5 separate regions of the Mus musculus genome follow, and regions 2, 3, 4 and 5 are each linked to region 1. A link is a contact called in public HiCAR-type, HiChIP or PLAC-seq and promoter capture Hi-C data. All regions are on one chromosome and are shown on one strand. Each heading gives the region's core, a stretch centred on a gene start, on an enhancer-like site or on the middle of the called end of the contact. The rest is flanking DNA. Distances are from core to core; before and after follow the strand shown. Region 1 holds the start of Whrn (whirlin). Region 2 holds the start of Alad (aminolevulinate, delta-, dehydratase). Region 3 has its middle 6.3 kb from the start of Gm23950. Region 4 overlaps 8030451A03Rik (a long non-coding RNA gene). Region 5 holds the start of Tnc (tenascin C).

The links. HiChIP or PLAC-seq counts read pairs in DNA pulled down with a chosen protein or histone mark. HiCAR-type assays count read pairs that join an accessible place to other places. Capture Hi-C pulls out chosen DNA fragments and counts their contacts.
Region 2: a promoter capture Hi-C map of adipose tissue shows a contact between it and region 1. The contact joins the promoter of Alad here to the promoter of Whrn in region 1. A contact is called at or near these places in 2 of 39 promoter capture datasets (embryonic stem cells and pre-B cells), 2 of 484 Hi-C or Micro-C datasets (embryonic stem cells and rod photoreceptor) and 1 of 9 other capture datasets (adipose tissue).
Region 3: a CTCF HiChIP or PLAC-seq map of the NIH/3T3 cell line shows a contact between it and region 1, with 5 read pairs. The contact joins the enhancer-like site here to the promoter of Whrn in region 1. A contact is called at or near these places in 1 of 39 promoter capture datasets (hippocampal neurons), 1 of 15 datasets of contacts at CTCF or cohesin (the NIH/3T3 cell line), 2 of 115 datasets of contacts at active chromatin or transcription factors (craniofacial prominence and forebrain) and 1 of 9 other capture datasets (embryonic tail).
Region 4: a HiCAR-type map of fibro-adipogenic progenitors shows a contact between it and region 1, with 2.7 times the contacts expected there. The contact joins the enhancer-like site here to the promoter of Whrn in region 1. A contact is called at or near these places in 3 of 39 promoter capture datasets (3T3-L1-derived adipocytes, hippocampal neurons and liver), 1 of 15 datasets of contacts at CTCF or cohesin (the NIH/3T3 cell line), 2 of 115 datasets of contacts at active chromatin or transcription factors (bone marrow-derived macrophages and fibro-adipogenic progenitors) and 1 of 9 other capture datasets (adipose tissue).
Region 5: a contact with region 1 is called in a HiCAR-type map of astrocytes, with 2.2 times the contacts expected there. The contact joins the promoter of Tnc here to the promoter of Whrn in region 1. A contact is called at or near these places in 2 of 39 promoter capture datasets (hippocampal neurons and second pharyngeal arch cranial neural crest), 1 of 484 Hi-C or Micro-C datasets (uterus) and 3 of 115 datasets of contacts at active chromatin or transcription factors (astrocytes, forebrain and stem cell-derived neural progenitor cells).

What each region holds. Positions count from the first base shown.
Region 1 is chr4:63,494,693-63,497,305 of GRCm38.p6, forward strand. Whrn (whirlin) reads right to left here and starts at 1,299. Exons shown (of 12, transcript NM_028640.2): 1 at 1-1,299. The coding sequence starts at 541.
Region 2 is chr4:62,518,732-62,521,344 of GRCm38.p6, forward strand. Alad (aminolevulinate, delta-, dehydratase) reads right to left here and starts at 1,332. Exons shown (of 12, transcript NM_008525.4): 1 at 1,129-1,332.
Region 3 is chr4:64,437,126-64,439,738 of GRCm38.p6, forward strand. No RefSeq gene overlaps it. Among named protein-coding and RNA genes, the nearest start is that of Gm23950, 6.3 kb to the right of the region's middle. Within about 2 kb of position 1,291, at least 50 of the 459 cell types and tissues checked have an H3K27ac peak or open chromatin away from gene starts, as enhancers often do. A contact at or near this core is called in the NIH/3T3 cell line and craniofacial prominence, where this site is marked.
Region 4 is chr4:64,075,260-64,077,872 of GRCm38.p6, forward strand. All of the region lies in intron 4 of 8030451A03Rik (a long non-coding RNA gene), which reads left to right. Among named protein-coding and RNA genes, the nearest start is that of Tnc, 30 kb to the left of the region's middle. Within about 2 kb of position 1,307, at least 68 of the 459 cell types and tissues checked have an H3K27ac peak or open chromatin away from gene starts, as enhancers often do. A contact at or near this core is called in the NIH/3T3 cell line, adipose tissue and fibro-adipogenic progenitors, where this site is marked.
Region 5 is chr4:64,045,650-64,048,262 of GRCm38.p6, forward strand. It overlaps Tnc (tenascin C), which reads right to left and starts at 1,287. Exons shown (of 27, transcript NM_001369211.1): 1 at 1,100-1,287. The region is part of intron 4 of 8030451A03Rik (a long non-coding RNA gene); the gene reads left to right.

The DNA of each region.
Region 1 (2,613 bases), core at 49-2,548:
CCTTCTCTGCCAGGGAGCCCGGCTCCACTAGAGACACGTAGATGCCCACGCCGTGTTCCGAGCCCCCGCGGATGCTGAAGCCCAAGCCCTCGTGGGCCTTGGCGCGCCGCAGGCTCACGAGTCGCACCTCCCCGGGCCCCGCGCCGTCGGGAGCGGCCCAGGCGGGCTGCCTGTAGGGGGTGGTGGCTGGCAGGTAGAGGCCCTCGGCCGTGTACTGGTCGAAGAGCAGCTGGTCGGAGCGCGGGATGACCAGACGCAGCATGGGCAGCAGACGCCGCTTGACCGGGCTGTCCAGCAGGACGCGCAGGGTGCGCACCAGGTCGAAGACGTTGCGGCGCGCGTGGTACGCGTTGAGGCAGTGAGTGAACTGCTCCCGCTCGGGCTCGCTCAGCAGCGCCGTGAGCGCTTGGTGCAGCTGGCGCACGTTGGCAGACAGCAGCCGCAACCCCGCGCCCCCGCCGCCGCCCGCCGCCGCCGCCGCCGAGCCCAGCGAGCCGGTGGAGGACGAGCTCACCGACAGGCCGTCCAGCTGTGCGTTCATCTCCCCGCCGAGGCCCGGCCGCACTCGGGGCGCGCGGCGCGGGGCGGCAGCTGCACCTGCGGCCAGAGGCGCGACAGCTGGATTCCCCGGGGCGCGGAGGTCACGGCTGGAGTCTGGGTTTGGGGTAGACGCGGAGTCACCGGCTGCAGTCTAGACTGGCCCGGAGAGCGGAGACGACGGCTGCAGGGTGGGTTGGGGAGGTGCAGGTGAGCTAGAGCGCTGGCTGGATCCTGGGGAGGTGGCAGGGACAGCGGCTGGTGTCCCAGGGGCGCGAAGGCAGGTGAAACTGGAATTCGGAGGACGAAGAGACGGCGGCTGCAATCCTGAGGACCGCGGCGGGATCCTGGGGGGACAAAGAGTTGGCGCCTGGAGGCCGGAGGTCGTGGAGACTGCGGCTGGAGGCCGGGGGGAGCGAGAACAGCAGCTACATGCCGGAAGGCGCGGGGACCGTGCGTGGCCGCAGTGGGGGGCGCAGCCACGCCGCCCGCCCCGTCACACCATGTCCGGGGCTCCCCCAGCCGAGATGCCCGTTCCTCTAGGGCTGGGGGACCCCAAAGTCAGAAAGAAGTTAGGGCGCCGGTCAATCTAGGCTCAGAGTCCGGAGCAGTCGCAGCCAGAGGAGCCACGCGGGCGTCCGGCGGGGGGTGCGGGGCATGTCCCGGGCCGCCCACCATGCAGCAGCCCGGGCCCCCGCGCCCCAACGCCGCCCGGGCGCACACGGAGCCACGCGGCCGGGAGCCCGGACTTTGCGAACTGTTGAGCAGCTCTGGGCTGAGTCTTCCAGCGAGTTCCGACGCCGCCGCCGTCGCCAGCCGGGACTTGGCCCCGCCCCCTCGCCCCTCCCCCTCCCCGCCCCGTCCCCCCGCGGGCTCTTCAGGAAATGACGTCCCGCCTGGCGCGCCTGGCTGTTGCCTGGAGACGGGGTGAAACAGTCCGGCCCCAAGGAAGAAAGGGGTGAAAGTGGGGGTGAAAGAAAGCAGGAGGAGCCCTGGGCCCCTGCGAAGTCTTCCCACTTCCTCAGCCCAGGGGTGAAAGATGGGGTCCTAAAAGCTGCGCTTTCCGGCGATCACAGCTCGATTCCAGGGTCGCTTTGGAGCAATTAGCCGGTTTGCCAATTCACAATTGGGGAAAATGGCCAACTTTTGGCCTCTAAAATAATAGATGCTTCATGCTCTGCTTTTCTGCCTTAAAATGTTGTTCCTGCAGCTTGCACACGTGCTGACTGCAAGTTTAAGTGAGTATGTGGACGATAATCGGTCACCTGCTCTGCACATGAGAAGAATATAAGCCACACAGGTGCCATCAGGAGCCAAGTCCTGTGCTGGGATAGATCAGCCTGGGCCCCTTCCTCTGGTGCTCTCCGGAGTGGGGGGGGGGGGGGGAGGGGGGAGTGGGGGAAAGCAAGGAGCTGTTATCAGAACTGTAAAGTATGCAAACACACACACATGCATTTAAAACTAAGTCTGGAGTAGGAATGTCACTTGTACCAACTGTTAGGTCCCGCTTGTGATCTTTTCCACACTGAGGGAACAGGGTGAAGGTTACATGACAACTCTATATACAGTCTTTAAAAAAAACATATTTTATATGGAAAGATGTCAGAATACACAGTCTAAAGTCTGTCATCTGATACCCACTCTCCTAAACACTATCACAGGAAAAACTCGGCTTCTAGTCAAAGAAGTGTTCTAAGAAGATCTATAGTGCTTGACCTAGTCACCACTACATGCCATGTGGATCTCTTTAAACCTGAATTGCCTCTCCAGAGGTGTTCTGTGAAAAGCTGGTTTTTTTTCCCCTAAGACTGTCCTGGGTTGCCGTCACAGGAATGAAACGGCTGACTCTGATATGGGAGAAATAGAAAAAGAGAAGGATTATCTGGAGTGGCTTTGAGCTGGCTGCAGAAGGGTGTTTTGTTCCCTGGCTAGTTATTTACCTGTGCACTTGGTCATTCTTCATTCAACATTTGCCAAGCACCCGTTCTGCTGCTTGACCAAGCGGCATATGGTTGATGCTGGAGACCCAGGATAAAGAGTTGAAATCTTTGACCTCAAAGAGTCATAGTCTGGCAA
Region 2 (2,613 bases), core at 82-2,581, 980 kb before region 1:
GGAGCAGCTGAGAGAAAGCTTCAGAGCCTGGGCTCCCAGGTTGTACCCCACAAAGAATTCCGGAGGCTGTGCTCTTGGCATAAATAGTAGTGAAGTGGTGCCAGCTCGAGCAGGCTCTGCCCTGGCTAGGGAGGAGACAAGTCAGGAGGGCCAGCTAGGTAGAAGGTTCAGAGCTGGGAAATCTGAAGCCCAAAGAGGCCCAGGAAAGGCATCTGTGGGCAGTTCTGAAAAGGTACTGCCCGGTGGCTCATTTGCATTTCCTGCACACTCTAGCTGCCACCTGCCACGGTGTTAGGAGGGGTTAAAGAAGAGACCTTAGACCTCATCTAGTGTGGGCGCTTAATCCCCCCTGCTGCCCGGGTCTAGACATTTCAAGCTAGGAGTTGCCTTTCCACAGACTGCTAAAATATTCTGGCTGAGAGCTTTTACATCAAACAACTGTAAAACTGAACTCGAGAAGGGCAGGTCTCATACAGCAGGTCAGCTATAAATATGGTCCAAACTTCTGGAGTCTAGCAGCCCTCAGTCCTCACCAGGACTTTTGGCATTAGAAGGACAGAGTTCACACGTTATAGTCCCAGTATGGAAGAGGCGACAGAGATTCCAGGTGAGAGTAGGGGAAGAAAGGTTTAACCTAGACCTGGCCACGGCTGGTAGCAGGGTGGTTAGTATGTGACTTTGGGATTTAAAAGGCATGGGGACAAATTCTTGTTTCAAGCTGCATGACTGCTTTTCTTCTCATGTGGTCTGGGTCTTAAGCGGATCTCAATGGATCGTTGTATGACTGAATGAGCAGAAGCAGGAGAGACCTAGCACAAGCGACCCTTATTGTTTTCCCCACTTCTCCAGCCTGCCAGACAGATCGCGCTCTGCAGAAACCGAGGCTACCCCTGAGGCCTCCGAGAAAGGGGGCGGGTGGAGCCCATCTTTGAGTCCCGAATCCCGGACGCAGCAAGACCTTGTAGCGGCAAGAATCCCGCCCACTCTAGTAGGTGCATAGGGACAGCGTCTCCGCTACAGCGTCAGAGCTTCGGGAACACAGCGCCATAGGGGTGCACCTCACCTTGTTCTGGGGTCCCGTCCCCCTTCAACCCGCCACTTCCCAGAGGCCGGCGCCTGCTCACGTACCAAGGACGCTGCTCGCCGCCGCTCCGAGCCGGGCTCTGGACACCGCGCTCTCCCGCTCTAAAAGCGCAAGCCCACGTGGGGGCGGGGCGGCTCACCCGGAAGCGGCTCCCGTACCGCCCGCCCCTCCGGGAATGCAGCTTACGCTCCCTTCGGGGCAGTCTCCGGATCACTGGTCAGCTCGCGCGGCCAGATCCACGCTGAGCGGGGCTGGAATCTTGGCCAATCCAGAGTTGCCCGAGAGCCCGCCCGTCTCCCCGCCCCCCAGCTCGGGTCTCACTTGAGGTGGGAAGGCCCGAGGGGGTCCACGTGGGCATTCGGAGCCTCTGGGAGGTGCCCTGGCTTGCAATCCGAACTCATCCCAGAGTTCACTTGACGGTCTATTCTCAGCCCGGAGCAAAAATTGACTGCGTTGCTCACTGGTAAAAGAACAATTGGATGTCAACGGCATTAAAACACCTCGGTAATGCCTAACACCGCGGGTAAATACGTTCAGCAGCAGACTGACTGTCTAGATTTATTTATTCTATGTAATTGATTATCCAGCCCCTATCTCATGGGTTGAGAGATATGAAAGACATTGGAAAAAAAAAAAAGCCGAGAAAACTAACCATCCAAGTATGCTAGGAGATCAGGTTTATCTACAATGGATACATTAAAATTTGGAGTATAAAAGGGAGTAAATTTGGTGGTGCATGCTTTTAATCTTAGCACTAGGTGACAAAAAACCAACCAACCAAACAAACAAACAAACAAACAAACCAAACCCAAAACAAACAAAACAGAAAACAAACAAACCAAAAAACAATTAAAAAAAGAAAAATTCTGACCAAAGGTCTGGGGAAGACTGGAGCGTGGGGTCTAGAGAGGTTTATGGGGCTTTGACAAAGACTTGAGAGTGGCAAGGGCCCTCTTTGTGGAGGGAGCCTTGGGGAATGCTCACTAGGGAGGAGGTGATAAAATTATTTTGGAGGTAAAAGTGGGCAGTTGTGTAATAATACTGTAAATGTTCTAGGTACCACCAGATCTTCATTTTAAAAATGTTTAAGATCTGTGAACTCATCTTGGTTTTCAATAATTCACTAGAAAAATTGAACTTAAAGTTGTAACAAGAGAAGCTGGGTGAAGGGTATGAGAGTGTTGTAGCTTGTCAGAAAACCCTCACCCACAAAGAGCACAGAGACCACCATCATTGCAAAAACTCATGAGGATTTTACTTATCCAGCATGTTGGGGACTCCCCTCTCAGCTGGCAGGCAGGAGGAGAGACCCAGAACAAAGAAGGAACACACTTTTTATACCTTTGTAAGGGTTGGATATAGGCACCAGGGTAGTTTGGCTTATTTTAATTGGTGTAGCCAATAATCTTTTTAGACATTGGTTGGTTTATGTAGGGTGACTCTTATTTTGTCTGTCCTTGTGTGTGTTTTAGTGAGGCGGGGCAGGAGGATTGTTAATTTTGTTTTTGACCGTTAAAACTATGTTTCTA
Region 3 (2,613 bases), core at 41-2,540, 940 kb after region 1:
CGAGGCTAGCCTGGTCTATAGAGTGAGTTTCAGGACAGCCAGGGCTATACAGAGAAACCCTGTCTCAGAAAACAACAACAACAACAACAACAACAACAACAACAACAACAACAACAAAGGAATGGGCTATCTAAGCAATTCTGGTTATAAGCTACTATAACCTATAGCTTTCCCTCCATTTTAGCAGTGATGCAATCAGCTTTGCTTGTCACCACTAGTAGCGTCATATTAAAATGAAGAGAGTAATTGTTCAAAGGAAACGGTTTGTTTGTAGCAGGAGCCATCATAGTTACCCCACAGGATAGCATGAGTTCTGTAAACAGGTATCTCAAACTGATAAAGAGCATAGTGCATGTCCCCTGATGCCTGGGGCTCACAGGCCTCAGGAAAAACTGCCCTGGATCTGCTGAATACATAGAATTATTTTATGCTTAAAAGAGACCATGAATATCCACCCCTATTCTCTTGGAAGATAAAAGAGCTAAAGCACAGAAATTTTCACTTTGAATAGTGAAAGGAGAACCCAGAGTCTCAAGCTAGGGACTTAAAGCCCACTTCTTTGAGAGGCTTGTCCCTTCTTGTTCCCTGTGAGTGGCAGTAAGGCCCAGAATCTGGAGGTTCAAACAGGCTGCTGATTTAAGCACTCTCCCTCTTGGGCTGGAGGGGATGACTTTGTTATTCTCAAATTCAAGTTCTTCATTCCATAGGGGATGGCAATGCATAAACAGTCTGCCCTTATGGGAAGCACTTGTTTGCCTAGAGGGGTCTTTTCCTTTTGAACTTCTTTGGGGCTTCTGCTTACACATCAGGGAGAGCCAATCAAAACAATAAAAGAGGACCCTGACAAGGGCTTTCCAAATTGCATGCAGATGCCTCTATTTCCGAGAACTGGAAACAGGAATCTTGTTTGAATTGCTGTAGCAACAGCAGGGACAAAACAACACATTGCACGAAGCTGTCCCGTGGAGCCTGATAGCAATTTGGGGGGCAGGGGGGAGGAGAACCGGGGCATTCCAGAGTTGGAGCCAACATGTGCTGAGGCTGGGAATCCCTCTGCGCAACATGGAGCGTGTGTTCTGATGGAAACCACCAATCTCTGGGGCACGTTCCCTCCAGTCTGAGCCCCAATGTGAGAATGTGAAAATGGGAGAGGCAGGGGCCAGAAGGAAGGCCCTTGGCTGCCTTCTTGGCTCAAGTCTCTGAAATCTTCCAGATCACAGTCAGTCATACACAATAACCACACATATGCAGCACTTCACCGTTTAGAAAACATTTCCCTCGTTTTATCGTCTGAGTCACTCAGTTTATCAGCTCAGTGTAGTGACTCGCTTACCAGGGCTCGGGGCAGACACCCAGAGATGGAGGGTGTTAGTTCATTTTTGTTCCGTTTCTACTTGTATTTGTGTGAATTACTGTTACTTATAGAATCATGGAGAATCATGCATCAAGGCACTTGAAGTTTTAATTGCAATCCCCTGGCTATCAAATCTTGACAGGAACCGAGTGAAACAGTCCTTCAAGTACTTCAGTGTTCTGAGAAATTTTAATGACATTTATGGTTTTTACCTTGTTAGTCTTGAACAGATCTCTGAGTGGCAAATTGGTGTTGGCCAAAGGGACCTTGCCTTTATTTTTCTGTCTTTCTTTCTAAAGTGGTAGAAATTGGAGACAGGGGATTTTAAATTCCAGCAGCACAGCAGTTAGATGTGTGTTGGAATCAGTTCAGAAGGTACACATATTGCAGCTTCCAAGAGGGTCACTTCAGGCTTCCAGCTTAATTGTCTAGTGGCCCATGACTCTTAGGTCACATCCCAACTCTTCCAGTCATCATAGTTTGAGTTTTGGTTAATTCTAAATAAGGCTAGAATGTTCAAACTCGCTGGCTGGTGAGAGTTGGCCTGAATACCATATCTATGTTTTGACACTGTGATGTGTCTCTTCTTGGGTTCAGATCATAGTGTCTGAGTTAATGATCATAGAAGTACAGGATATACGAATTAGGAAGGGGATACTTTGGCTTCTTAAGGGAGTCAGTATACACTGCCCCTCACAAGGAGGACTCGGGATTAAACTACAACAATCAATATCGTGCTCTCTCTCTCTCTCTCTCTCTCTCTCTCTCTCTCTCTCTCTCTGTCAGTGTGTGTGTGTGTGTGTATGTATATGTGTGTGTCCCCTTTCTCTTTTGTTAAGACAGATAACAGTATAAATGCTTCTGATTGTGCCTCATAACTTAAAGTAGAACTGATAAATTGCTTAACATGTATGTATGTATGTATGTATGTATGTATGTATGTATGTATGTTATCTTAAAGCTATGTGGTTATGTTTCTATTGCAAATATTAGTGTTACTATATCAAGAACAGTATTTTAAAATGGGACTTTAACGAGGATCTACTTTACTTCAGATAGAATCCCAAATGACTGAGACTTTAATTTCCAGCCTTACAACAACTTTGAGAGCTGAGTTTTACACTAAAGAGTGACTGAAATGGACTTGAAGCAGAGAATTTTCCCTGTAACTTGGTCTCAAGGCAGAGAAGTAATTTCATATTTATTTGAATTTGATGACCTAGACCTTCCTACCTCAAAACAACACCTGGAAACAATAT
Region 4 (2,613 bases), core at 57-2,556, 580 kb after region 1:
CTCAATTTAACAGAGTATAACTCCTTACTCATCTTTACTGGAGGTCCATGCTCAGTGGGTTTGGGACTCCAAAGTAAAGTAAAATGAATAAACCAGGGGAAAGAAGCTTATGCAACTGTCTAGTTGCACTGTGTATAAGTACTGTTCATCCCATTGCTCAGTTCATTTTCTTCACACTTGTTTCACTAGAGAGACAGTTATTTTTGCTTATTGATCAATTGCTTGTCTCTTGTAGAAGACACGGGCTCCACAATATAGTGATATTCTTTAGTTCATGATTCATCATATGTCTTTAGAATATCTCCTGGTACCTTGGATGGGGTTGATGTGCATTGCAGAATGAATGACGTTGATGAGCAACTCCTGTGTTATGCAATTTCAAGCCTGTGTACTTGATGCATAACCTGAAATAAATAAATATTGTATTCATTTATGGCTAAGAACATTGAGAGTCACAGAGCAAGCAGTACATCTAGACCCATTCATCTGATAATGGGTTGATCTGGGATTTTCATTTTGGCTTGGTGTATTCCAATCTTATCTCATAGATGAACAGGACTCTTGATTATTCAAAGTCTAAAATATTGGAACATTTTTTAAACATGAAGACTGATCATTGACATGCCAAGGTAAACATGATACAACCAACAGATGCATACATTCTGTCCCTAGTCCAAAGAAACAAACCTCCAAATTACTAGTATGTATAACTTTTCATTTATCTGGTTAGAGTCAGTATAGCTAAGATTTGTACATTTGTTCACATTTAGAGCTCTTTGAACAGAATAATAAGGAAAAATCTAAAAGAATTTTAATTTTATATCAAGAAAAAGTAGGACTGGAGACTAAAATTTAACATGGTTATGTTGTGCCTACAGATTATTTTACATGAATAATTTTTCTTAGTTCTTATGACAGCAATTTTTTTCTTGTACTTTTTAATCTGAAGTAGGAATTTTGAAGCTCAGCTTGATGAATCCATACCTTAGATTGGAACAATGTTTGAATTTATGCCAATATTGCTGAAGAATTTCTCTTTTTCCTGTCCCAGTGCATATGCTGGTCAGGACTGTGGTCTCAATGACCTCATACCATCACAGACATGGAGTGTGCTGCACCATGGCTGAGAGACAGCCTCCCTTACAGCCTAGACAGCTCAAGAACTAGCTTGGGGTTTGGCATCACGCCTGGTATGAGTCTATCCTTTAGTTGTTTCTTTCTATTGTTGGCCAACCCCCCAGGAAGGCTCGTCTCTTCTGTGCAATTCAACTGAAATGAGAAGTTACCACAAGGATTCTGGAAGCCCGCACTCCATGCTGAGATTTTTTTTTTCTTCCCTGAGAACTGGCTGCATAGTAATGTTCTGCGTCAGTCCTTCCAGATCCCAACTCAAAGATTCACAAACACTGGCTCCCCTGAGCATTGGGCTGCTGGTTATGATGAAATGTTAGCACAGAAGAGCTTTCTTTTTCTATTTTGGGTTTCGAATCAGGACAGCATGGTTACAGGATGATTTATGCACTTTGAGAACTTTAAAATGTTTTGTTGCTATGCCTTCCCCCAGGCATTTCTCTTATCACTTGGACTCAGCTTGATGCCTCTCTGGAATCCGCTTGTTCCCCTATCATCTGTGCAACACCAAACACATGTCTTCAATCTGAAATCAGAAAACTGAAAATTGGAAGCAATTGATTCTAGAAAGATCCCAAACAGACTGCCATTTGGGCATAATAAGCCCCAAAGAGGTGGCATTTGTAGTATTTGGGGATGGAAATATCCATCTGTAGTTGCAGCTAGTTCCCCCCCTCCCCCGTCCCATCCTGACTCTTAAAAAATGAAAAAGTTAGAAAGCAAGGAAAGGGTTTCCCTAATGGAATTGCTATTTACTGGATGACTATTATGCATGCCCTCATTTGGCCTATGACTGCTATTTCCTCTATGGTGGACACAGCGATGGATGTGAAGAAGGTACTGGCAGGTCACATAAAACCCCATCCTCAAAGAGCTCATGGTTCATTGCACTGGTTGGCTGAGGCACGTGTCTTGCACACTTCTCTGTCCGCTGATTGTGCTTCTCTCTTGTGTGCCATCATTGCTGGTCTTTTTCCCGGTTACTGATGATCACCTCATTTCGAGATCTCCTGTGCTCCTGCCTGCGCTCTTCTCCCATGGTTAAATATGTTCTTTACACTTTTACCCTACACAACTTCCAACTCTTTCTCTAACTTTCTCATGATTCCAGTCCAAACAGGACATCCAATCTCCAAGACATCTCCCTCCCACACAAAATTAGTACTCTTATGTGTTCTTGGATGACTCTTTGTTTCATGACATTTGTCATGTACTACTGTAGCCAGCTATACCTTTATCCACTTTTTTCTTCTGTCAGCTTCTGAAGAAAAAGGGTGAAATAATCATGTTGACAGATATGTACCAAATGTATGGCTAATGTTGGCTGTTTAATAGCTATTCTTGGCACATAGAAATGGTCTGTCCAACAGACAAGTAAAATTAACTTAAATAATGTCACAGGGACTCTTCATGTTATGTATTTTTTGGGACAACCTCTCACATAGCTTAGGCTGGCCTTGAACTTGCTATGGACTTAGCTTC
Region 5 (2,613 bases), core at 37-2,536, 550 kb after region 1:
GGCTGTCTCAGATTGGGCAAGATAAGAAGGCAGAGGCTTTGGGGGTAAGCAGACACACTGAAAAACTGGGTTAAGAGGCCCCGCTTTTCACGTCCAGGGTGTTGGCAGCTTTGGGCCATGACAGAGATTGCCCAGTTGCTGATTTGATCTTTTTTGTTCCTCATTCGCTCCTCATTATAAGGGGAGCTGCTGTCCCCACTTTAGAGAAGTGGAAACTAAGGTCCATAGAAGTTACATATTTTCCTGACACATTTATGTTGTAGTGGCACTAGTGGGAATGCCCAAGCCACTTCTAGGGTCAAACCCCAACCTCTTATTCCCCCTGTCACAACGATGGCATAGAGGAATCTCTGTGCTCTTTCCAAAGTTCACCAGGGAAGGGAATATGTTACTGGGGTTCTGGGATAAAGTGTCAGGAGGGAGGCCGATTTGGGAGCAATATGGGGTTCAGATGCCTCCAAACCTTCTACACATGCCCCACCTGAGGTCTCTGAATCAGGAGGATGGCACCCTGCTTCAAGAACCCACAGACGTGCCCACCAGTTTCATCTTACAGCCTGTGGGCTTTTCATCCGTGCCCAGAACTCATCTCCTAGCTCTGGTATCCAGCTCTTATCTTTCCCCAGAGTGGACACTGAGGATCAAATGGGACAAGAGGGGAACGAAAACTGTCAAGTGCTGAGACTGTGTAGATGCACGGTTGTGTTCTCCCTACTACGGGTACGTGGTACTCATCCCACCCAAGTGCTGTGAGTGAATGCCACTTTAAAATGCAACTTCTCTAACGCTCCAAAAGGGGAAAATCCACAGGTGAGAATCAACGAGGTAAAAGGGTAAGAGTTAAAGTAAGACATTTCCTCCAAAGAAAGGCAGAGACAAAACTTTACCAAAAGTTCCCTGAGTTCCTCTGACTATTGACAGATCCATACCAAATACATGACCGCAGGAGGGCAAGCACAGAATAATCGGGCCGCATCTGATCACACCGGGCTTGGAAATTAAACAAAAGTTTTATAGTTACAAACCCACATCTTACTGGGTACCGGGAATGCCAGGAGCACACCAGAAAGATCCTGGGTGATGGGATCAACAGACTCACCTTTTCCAGGTCGGGAAAAGCAAAGTCTCTGGGTGCACCAGCTCCGTGAAGAAGTACCTGGGTTAAGCCACAACGAGTTCCCAAGCGCGCGGTCCCTAGCGTCTTCCCAGCCACTGTCTGTGCCCACCAGAGGCTAGGGTGTGTGTCTGCGCGCGGGAGAGACGCGTGACAGTAGGCAGGCTGTGGCCGGAGCAGCCAGCTTTGGCAGGCTTATATAGGGAGCTCCTTCCTCTGTAATGGGACGCCTCGCCTCCAGACATCCTTTCCCACTTTTTTTTTTTTCAGTTGGTGAGTTAAAGGCACAGCCCTCCCAGCGGAACAGGGTTAGCTCATGAAAGACGCACTCACTCCAGGCGCGCCGCCAGCTAACGGACCATTTGCATACAATTTATAGTGAAGAAAAAAAAAAGTAGGAATTTCAGCTCCCTCCGCCCCCGCAGAGTAGTTGTTAGTGAAGTGTGATTTTTGCATTGCTCCACAAATGAGTATTCTAATTGTGAAACAGAAGCCTTGGGAACTGGGATATGAGGGAACTGGATCCTGGCGCTGCTCCTGGACTAGAGCAAGCTGGAAACACGACCTGGGTTCCCTCAGGCTCTGGGCAGCAGCTGCGGGGTGGCACCTCGGAGAAAGCCTGAGGGCTGAACCTGAGTTCCTGGAAAGAGGAGATCGAGGAGAGTTGAGCAAGCCCGGGGCAGTTCAGGTTTCTCTTGGCCAGCTTGGAGATAACCCAAGATTAGTTCTCAGCAGGTGGGAACCATACTGGGAGCTTAGAAAAGTGAGCTTTTCTGAAGCAGGACCCAGCGGTGCCCAGCTGCCTGGAGGAATCTTTATCCAGATCCCAATGTCCCCTCAGGAGTCACTTTTTGACATTGTTTATGCCACATACTAAGTGCTTTCTACTTAGTAGGGTCTACTAAGTAGGGTGTAGTACTTAGCTCAGGGTGTACTCCTGAGCTCTCAGTGTACCTAGGTGCTGAGTGAAGACTTTTTTTTTTTTTTCTTAGAGAAGCACTAATATATTTCAAAAGGTAACACTATTTAGGTTGAAGTCCTCATTTAGCATGTTAAAGTATCCCCAAGGCACCTGGGGCCAAGCTCAGCTCACGGTACTTCTGGGCTTGTTTGGGACAGTGCTTATACCCTGCAATTTAGAGAAGCAGTTTAATGCCATCAAGGAATTGTGCCTGGGAAGCACTTAGAATTCATGGCTCCATGACACATTGGTGACCAGAAACAGTGAGTGATGCTTAAGTAGGAAACTGTCACCCATGACAACAGACACAGCTGCTTTGCTGGACTGTGGAAAATGCATCTCTTTGTTCTGTAATTTAGAAGAGACTTCTGATGTTTTAATTAACAACTATTATCGGAAATTTCAACCATCCACTTACTGATTGATACCATCCTTCAGCCTTTCTCATAACATTTAGTTTCAATCTCCCTGGGAGAATAAAGCAAGACAAAATTAGGCTATCCCTAGGGTGGCACCGATTCCAGGACTCGAAGACTGC